Linked DNA regions of Mus musculus: all the other regions are linked to region 2. A link is a contact called in public HiChIP or PLAC-seq and Micro-C data. All regions are on one chromosome and are shown on one strand. Each heading gives the region's core, a stretch centred on a gene start, on an enhancer-like site or on the middle of the called end of the contact. The rest is flanking DNA. Distances are from core to core; before and after follow the strand shown.

Evidence for each region. A called contact is a pair of places that touch in the nucleus more often than the background predicts. HiChIP or PLAC-seq counts read pairs in DNA pulled down with a chosen protein or histone mark.
Region 1: a FOXA1 HiChIP or PLAC-seq map of pancreatic cancer cells shows a contact between it and region 2. The contact joins the promoter of Arrb1 here to the promoter of Lipt2 in region 2. A contact is called at or near these places in 2 of 115 datasets of contacts at active chromatin or transcription factors (large pre-B cells and pancreatic cancer cells).
Region 3: a contact with region 2 is called in a Micro-C map of embryonic stem cells, with 4 times the contacts expected there. The contact joins the promoter of Tpbgl here to the promoter of Lipt2 in region 2. A contact is called at or near these places in 1 of 484 Hi-C or Micro-C datasets (embryonic stem cells) and 1 of 9 other capture datasets (adipose tissue).

Annotation. Positions count from the first base shown.
Region 1 is chr7:99,534,181-99,536,880 of GRCm38.p6, reverse strand. Arrb1 (arrestin, beta 1) reads right to left here and starts at 1,395. Exons shown (of 16, transcript NM_177231.2): 1 at 1,083-1,395. The coding sequence starts at 1,102.
Region 2 is chr7:100,157,910-100,160,609 of GRCm38.p6, reverse strand. Lipt2 (lipoyl(octanoyl) transferase 2 (putative)) reads right to left here and starts at 1,333. Exons shown (of 2, transcript NM_026010.2): 1 at 863-1,333; 2 at 1-436. The coding sequence starts at 1,328. The coding sequence ends at 207. Gm51452 (a long non-coding RNA gene) reads left to right here and starts at 434. Exons shown (of 2, transcript XR_003946658.1): 1 at 434-515; 2 at 2,479-2,700.
Region 3 is chr7:99,625,660-99,628,359 of GRCm38.p6, reverse strand. It overlaps Tpbgl (trophoblast glycoprotein-like), which reads left to right and starts at 1,257. Exons shown (of 1, transcript NM_001195529.1): 1 at 1,257-2,700. The coding sequence starts at 1,712.

The sequences.
Region 1 (2,700 bases), core at 146-2,645, 620 kb after region 2:
GGTAAAGGCAGAGGGAAGGACACAAACAGAAGAGTAATAAGGAAAGCAATGGTAAACGGCAGGTGCAGGGAGGCTAGAGGAGGGGCCAGAGAAGATGGCAAGGAGACTCTCAAGGGCCAGGAAGGTGAACCAGTCTGGTCATAAGGGTTGACCCCACGAGCTTCCCTGCCCCTCCCTAGCCCTCCTACTTTGACCTAGTTTCCATTTCGAGGGCCTAACCTTTCCTCTCAAGGCAAGCTCTACAAAACAGTTCCCGTCACCCTCCCTCAGCTACATGGAGCCCCTAGCTATGTGCTTTGGAGGACAGAGGGGAAGAAAGCCATGTGAATGGGGACCTGCCTTCCAGGTCTCAGAGCCTTCCACTCTGTGACCTGTGTTCCCGGCCCTGCTATGAGGAGTCAGAAGTGAGTGTATCCACTGCTCTGAGGATGTCAGTCCCTGCAGGCATTTTATGCCTTGCATGTGTGTGGTTAGCCTTGATGTGTCACTAAGACCTGTGGCCACATCGTGTCACGTCAGAGAGGGTTGACAGACTGCACGTACTAGCTTAGACCGTGCTTTGCAGCACCCAAGTGCCAGGCTACGTATGTCGGTGTATGCCCGCATGTGTGTAGCAACACGAGGGTGTTGTTAGAGCTGGTGCGTGTTCGAGTGGGACCTGTGTATGCTAACAGGACTGACAGCAAGAATGTGTTGACAGACTGGTGTGTGCGTGAGAGACCGTATGTGACGTCGTCGTGTCACAAATGCGAAGTGTGGCAACGACTGTCAGTGTGTGCCTGCAGAAGGGTGCTCATGTGTTTATGAGCTTGTGTGTTGTGTGTCAGCCTGCCCCAGAGCGTCCTGAAGTCTATCGACCAGGGCTGGGTGTGTGAGCTCGTCTCGGCCAGGAGCCGTGAACCCAATGGGGTGGCCCACCCTGGGTGCCTCGGTACACATGGTTCTGGCCAGAGAACCACACAAGAGACTTGGGAGGACAACAGAGTGCCAGATCCCGGGTGACGCTGACTGGAACCTCCGCCCGTGCCCTCGCCCAGGTCGTCCCCACGCGCGCGTGGGACAGGGCGGCCACCCGCACTCACCGTGTCCCTTTGTCGCCCATGGTCCGCGGCGGCCGCAGGGAGGTCCGCGGCGTCAGCGTCCAGGCTGGAAAATCCCCGGCCGCCAGGAGAAGCGCGGGCCAGCCCGCTCCCGGCTACCCCGCTCCGCCTCCTCCGCTGTCGCCGCCGCCGCCCCCGCCCGGGTCCCCGCCCGTCGCTCGAGCAGCACAGCGCCCAGGCCGCCGCCAGGGGCGTGGAGCGTGCGGGTGTGAGCGCGCGTGTATGCCTCCGTGCGCGGCTCTGCGTGTGCGCGCCCAGAGAGTGAGGGCTGCGTGGCCGGCCGCGGCTGGTCCACGGGAGCGCGTGCACGCAAGCGCGTGCCAGTGCTGGTGCGTGTGCACGGCTGTGCGCGCGAGCCTGTCGGGAGGTGGGGTGTGGAGAGAGAGAGAGAGAGAGAGAGAGAGAGAGAGAGAGTGTGTGTGTGTGTGTGTGTGTGTGTGTGTGTGTGTAGAGGTAGCACGTCTTTGTGCAGTTGTGTATGTGTGCTCACAGTCGTGGGTGCGAGCGCTCTCTCCCGCGCACGCCAGGACTGGCCTTTGTGTCTGCGGATAGAAGCAAGCGGAAAATCCGCAGACTTCAAGGCCCAGCCTCAGAGGCGCCCCTGTGTGAGGACAGCGAAAGATTCCAAAAGCCTAGCCAGGCCTTCGCCCTTTGCTCCACCCTCCCCACCCCCGCCCTTCTGGAGAGATACCACCCAACGACACAACAGGGACAGGAAGAAGGGGTGGGGGCGGGCAGCGGACTGCAATGCTGGAGAGCAGATGAGAGTGGAAAGGGGAGGGGCAGGCAGAAAGAGGAAGCAGTGAGAACAGGAGATAAAGAAGGGACCGAGAGCCAACTAGCTGGTGGCCTGTAGCATCTAGCATCATTGATATAGCACCCAGGCCTAGCTTAGGTGCCTGTAATGACTCTGGACACCACTCAGCCCATTTCAGGTCTATTGGCTGGGTCCTAAGACCAGCAGATGTCCTGTTCAATTGTTGAAGGAATCTGCTTGTTCTTGCGGGCAGACACCTGCACACAGCGGTGTCCAGCAGAGTCTACTGTCTGCAGCTTTCTTGGTATCCTTGGAAACCTTGACTTTCCTTACGTTTCCTACCCCTGGAGAAGTAGCCGGTGTGCAGTGGGAGGGTAGAGTTCAGAGGCTAAGAAGGGGTAGGAAAGGGTTTGAATCCATTTTCTCCTAGAAGGGATCTTGAGGCAGTGGGAGGAATGTAAGGTCCTCAGCCCCTCACTGCTGGAGTTTGACTAATTGGCACTGATAGGTCCCTAATATCGGAGTATTAACGATAGGAAAGGAAGCTATCATTTACTCTGATGCAATTGCGGGGTCTGGAAACATCTCCTGTAATTATGTTCAGAAGCAGTTACCTATGCTGTTTACATAGAGTGTGCTGTTTATAGAATTGGTAATAATATCCCAGGATAATGACTATAATTATGTCCAGATTGGGGAGGGGTGGGTAGAGGCTAATGGACAGGCAGGGTGGTCCACATCTGGGCAATGGTAAGAGCTAAGAGGAAGTGGATTAAGGTCTGTAACTTCACCTGCCCTTTCTTAGCCTCTGGGATCTTCCCTTCCTCCAACCAGGGCAGAGCA
Region 2 (2,700 bases), core at 84-2,583:
TCTGAGGTAGGTGAGGAGATACAGGGAGCAATTGCTCAGGGCCTGTCATGGTCAGTGAATCAGAGTAGTTCTGGGGACTCAGTCAGACTAGCAATTGCTCAGGGCCTGTCATGGTCAGTGAATCAGAGTAGTTCTGGGGACTCAGTCAGACTAGAAGCTTTCTATTGTAGAACCATCATCCCAAGGATAAGGTGAATGAATGTCCTTCAGCTGGGGCTGTCCTCAGAGATTAACGTGCACTTGAAAGTCTCCTTGAATGCCACAAGGAATGATGGCATTACTTCATCCACAGTGACAAGTCTTTGAAGCGCCTCACTCAGGGAAGTGACTCCAGTTCCAACCAGTCCACAAGGCACAATGTGCTCAAACCATGTGAGGTCGGTTGAACAGTTCAGAGCCAAGCCGTGGGACGTGATGTGTCTTCCACAGCGGACTCCTGCAAGACAAGCCAAAATATCTTAGCATAGTTATACTTCCCTTCTTTGGGAGCCTCAGGATCCCTCTGGGGCTGAAAGGTAAGGAGGCCTGGGCACAATCCCTTGAAACTTGGATGGAACACTGACTGGATCTGGGGGCTAAGTCAATGGCGGTGGGGGCTGTGGTTACACATCAGCTGCCCTTATTTTCGAGATTCGTTTAACACAAGAATTGCGTTTGCATTGGAAGTTTTAAATTTTGGCATCCTGTCTCCCGTTATGAGTCACAGGAAGAAACCTGGCAATTCATACTGAACTAGAGGACTCTTTTGTCTCAGCTCCATGAGGGAGGTCAGTGGCTCATGCCCAGAGTTCATGTCCAGCCCAGCGCTCCCCGATGTTAGCCCTGCCCAGGCTCCGCCCCGGTCCCGCCCCGGCGCGCTCACCGATCGCGCAGATCTTGCGCTCCCCCAGCCAGACGCCAGTGTAGGGCGGCGGCCGCGCGCGGGCGCCCTGCAGGCCCCGAAGTTCGCACAGTCGCACGGCGCACGCCTCCAGCGCCGCCACGTGGGTGCGCAGGCGCAGGCCTAGGAGCCGCAAGTCAAGCACCGGGTGGCAGAGCAACTGGCCCGGGCCGTGGAAAGTGGCCAGGCCGCCGCGGCCGGTGGCGCGCACCTCGGCGCCCAAGGCCCTCAGCCGCGTAGTCTCCTCGGGTGTCAGGCCACCGCGTAGCCCGCCCGTGTATACGGGCCCCGCTGGCTCGCAGACCAAGAGCACACCCGCTTTGGTCCCCGACAGGGTCCCAGGGCGAGGGTCTGCCTGTAGCCGCCGTAGCCAATGCTCCTGCAACGCCAGCAGCTCCGAGTAGTGCACCCGACCAAGCCAAACGAGCCGGACCACAGGCAGCGACATCGCGCGGGAGGCGGCGTGCGTGGGCCACGCCTTCTGGCGGGTCTCGGGGCGGGGACTCTGGGCCACGCCCCTGAGCTTCAGCCCGAGTGGAGCTTCAGTTCCCGCCTACCTGTGTGACCCGAAGTCCAGGCAGGATTGGTCTTAACCACCCATTCATTCCAATAATCATTTTTTAGTATGTTCTGTGTTCTGCAGGAACTTGGACCGTGCAGTGTAGAGTATTTGAGAAACGAAGATCCAACCCTGGAAGCTTAGGTGTTCACAGCTGACAAGCTAATATTAAAGTTTTTTTTTTTGACAATATTCAGAAATTGTCTTTCTGTTTCACCATGTAAATTCTTTTTTTTAATTTAATTAATTTATTTATTACGTATTTTCCTCAATGATGGAAAGAAAAACAGAATTCAGTAATATGTTGAGTTCCTCGAAAACTGAAAGGGAGACTAGTGTGCAAAGAGGTTTATTGTGGATCGGTGTGGGACGTAGCAGGTACTTCAAGATATATAAGACTTGAAAGAAACAGGATTAGGCAGAAGCTGTAGTTGAGCAGAGAAATAGTTGCATTAGATTCTTTCCTTAGCTATCCCCCAGGAATGCTCCGAGTCTGGCCTGACCCATTAGAATTATTCTAGATTAAAGCAAATGGGACATCCTACATAGATGGGTCACAAAAACAAGCTACTCCTGGGAAGGCACCGTTACCTTTGTAGGAGTTGCTTCCATTATGAAGCCCTGATCTCTGAAGGGAGCTCCAGCTTGAGTCATCATACAACCCAGTCCCAGAAGCCGAGGGAAGGACAGGGGACGGGAAGCCAGAATATCAAGATTAATTGTGATTAATTGGCCCAGAAACCCTTCCTGACCTGAGCTTTATACAACAGAGAATGTGCCAGAAAAGTCCCCAGAACTACAATTTGGAGAGGTAGATGTCTTATCAAAGTCTTATAAAGGGTCCTGAGCCCTCAGTCCCCAAGGCTTTTACTTAGCCCACTAGCTCACGCCCATTCTTGGGAGTGTTTTTCTTTTTTTAATAACCAGCCCCTGTTTCTAACCACACTGTGTGTCTCTGGTGTGGTATTCTAACCTGGGACATAATCTCAGATCTGCACTGACCACTAATTTTTTCCCCTTTTCTTTATTTCCTTTTCAGATATCGGCCTAAAGCCTGAGCCTACATCGTTGCACTGTGGACTTTCTCACTCTCTGAACCCCTCCACCTCTGCCATGCAGGTTCTCCCCTCCCTCCTCCATCACAGAAGATCCTCCTGCCTCTGCCTCCTACGTGCTGGGATGGACTTTGACTGTTAATAGCTCCAGTAACACTGAGTGTGGGTGGGCCAGGAAGCAGAAAGAGGAAGAACAGAATACCAAC
Region 3 (2,700 bases), core at 8-2,507, 530 kb after region 2:
CTTTTTGTGTAGAGGCACACGTGTGTAAACTCAGGTGGCCATGTATACAGACATGTCCAGCTCTAAAAGCTACTACTGTCATCTGCTAGCATCTGGAGGTTATCATGGAGACAGGACTAGGTCAATATGAGCTGAGGGAGTCCAGCAAGATCACCAGCCTGGTCCTTAGTGTTGGTATTTGCCTGAGACCCAGGGAATGCAGGATATGCCTCAGAAAGTGGTTTCAATTTGCTGGTCGATCTTCTAAATGCAACTTCAGGGAAGAAACCAACCAGTAGTCTTCAGTTCAGGAGAAAGAGACTGACTGATGCTTATGGGGAGGAGGGGAGCCTCTATCCCAACCAGCTCTGCCAAGTAAGATACTCGAATGGCCTGCAGATCAAATGTCAGCTTCTCCAACCTGAATAATTCATGCCAAGACCAGGAATGCTCCCTCCTCTGGAGTCTGTCTCTTTAAATCAGGTCTTGAGCTTCTCAATTCTGGAGGAAAAAAAAAGTAAATAAGTAAAACCCAGAAAGAAAGAAAAACAAAACAAAACAAAACAAGCCTATTAACAGCTCAGCCCCCACCTCAGCCCTGGATTTTACCACACCCCCACCCTCCACTACAAAATCAGTTCCTGATTTTCCTGCTCCTAGAGCCCTCTCCCCAACCGGCACACCACTCAATATTGACTGGTAGGGCAATTTGGAGGGGAAGGGGCACAGTATCCTGGCAGTACTCAGTGCTGGGGCGGGGTGGGCAAGCAAAGAGCTGAATCACTCCACCCACCGCTCCCTGAGCCTAGGAGGGGCCCAGCCTGAAAGGTGGAACCAATGGGAGTGGTCTTGGCAGAGGCAGAGCAGCCTGAATTAGGGCGCGGGAGATGTGGGGACAGAGGGTGTTTTAGAACATAGAAGAGGGTCGATAAAAGACTGGACACACAGGACCTGCAGAGTTTTAGACACAGCCTAAGGGAACTGGGTTCGCAAAGGAGACATCCAAGGCTAGGGATTTTCCAGGCTCGCTCCCTTAGCACAGCTCCTTTCCTTGACTACAAGAAGAGTAACTTTGTCAGCCCACCCCTCAGCCCTGCCTCCTTTTCTAGGGACAGCTCTAAACTCTCCCACCTTCTCTGGGTGCACAGATCCACCTGCCAGGTCAGCCCTGAGGGCCCCGCCCCACGTGTGCTTCGGAGGGAGGAGGAAAGAAGCTGCCTAAACGAAGGGGGTGGGGAAAGAAGCAAGTCAGAGCTTGGGGAGCCAAACTTCTCAGCAGCTCGTGAACTAGAGAGCAGGGGAGCAAGAGAGCGCAGCGGCCCTAAGCCTGCATCTCCGGAGCCTCCCACCCCGCCTCCCTTGCGAGGAGGTGCGGAGACTCCGCTGGGGGCGGAGGAGGCGGCCAGGAGGCGGGGAGGGGGAGGCAAACCCTGCCCACTCGGCTCGGAGCCCGGAACAGCCGCGGAAGTCGGAGGCCGGAGCGCAGGGCGACGAGGGCAGCGAGGGCGGGGGGCTCCGCTCCCCGCCTGACCCCTGTAGCCCCCAGCCATCAAAGTGAAGGCTCCTCGGACTTTACAAGCTGGAGGACGGACCGGTCGGAACTGTCAGCTGCTCCGGGTCAAGGTCTAGCCCACAGCCACCTTCCCGTGCCACCCCCATCCCATCATCTCCAAACGCTCCCAATTCACTGGTGAGCGCTGCGGGCCGGGGGCTGGATGCGGGGACGGCCGCGATGGCCCCGCGCGCGGGACAGCGGGGGCTCTGGAGCCCGCTGCCAGGGCTGCTGCTCTTGGCGGCGGCGCTGAGCCGGCCCGCCGCGCCCTGTCCCTTCCAGTGTTACTGCTTCGGCAGCCCCCGGTTAATGTTGCGCTGCGCGTCGGGCGCGGAGCTCCGGCAGCCGCCCCGGGACGTGCCACCCGACGCGCGCAACCTCACCATCGTGGGCGCCAACCTGACCGTGCTGCGCGCCGCAGCCTTCGCGGGAGGGGGCGAGGGGGCGACGGACGGCGTGCGCCTACCGCTCCTTACCGCGCTGCGCCTCACACACAACAACATCGAGGTAGTAGAGGACGGTGCCTTCGACGGGTTGCCCAGCCTGGCGGCACTCGACCTAAGCCACAACCCGCTACGCGCCCTGGGCTACCGCGCCTTTCGCGGGCTGCCTGCGCTGCGCTCACTACAGCTCAATCACGCGCTGGCTCGAGGCAGCCCCGGGATGCTGGATGCACTGGACGCCGCTCTGGCCCCCCTGGCCGAGCTTCGCCTGCTGGGCTTGGTAGGCAACGCGCTGAGCCGCCTGCCACTCGCCGCGCTGCGCCTGCCCCGCCTGGAGCAGCTGGATGCGCGTGTCAACGCGCTGGCCGGCCTGGGCCCGGACGAGCTGAGCGCGCTTGAGCGCGATGGCGACCTGCCCCAGCCGCGCCTGCTGCTGGCGGACAACCCACTGAGCTGTGGGTGCACCTCGCGCCCCCTGCTGGCCTGGCTGCACAACGCCACCGAGCGCGTACCCGACGCGCGCCGCCTGCGCTGCGCTTCCCCGCGCGTACTGTTGGACCGGCCTCTGATAGACCTGGACGAGGCGCGACTAGGTTGCTCCGACGGCGATGCACACGAGAGCGGGGAAGGGATAGACGTCGCCGGCCCGGAGTTGGAAGCCTCTTACGTCTTCTTCGGGCTGGTGCTGGCACTCATCGGCCTCATCTTCCTCATGGTGCTCTACCT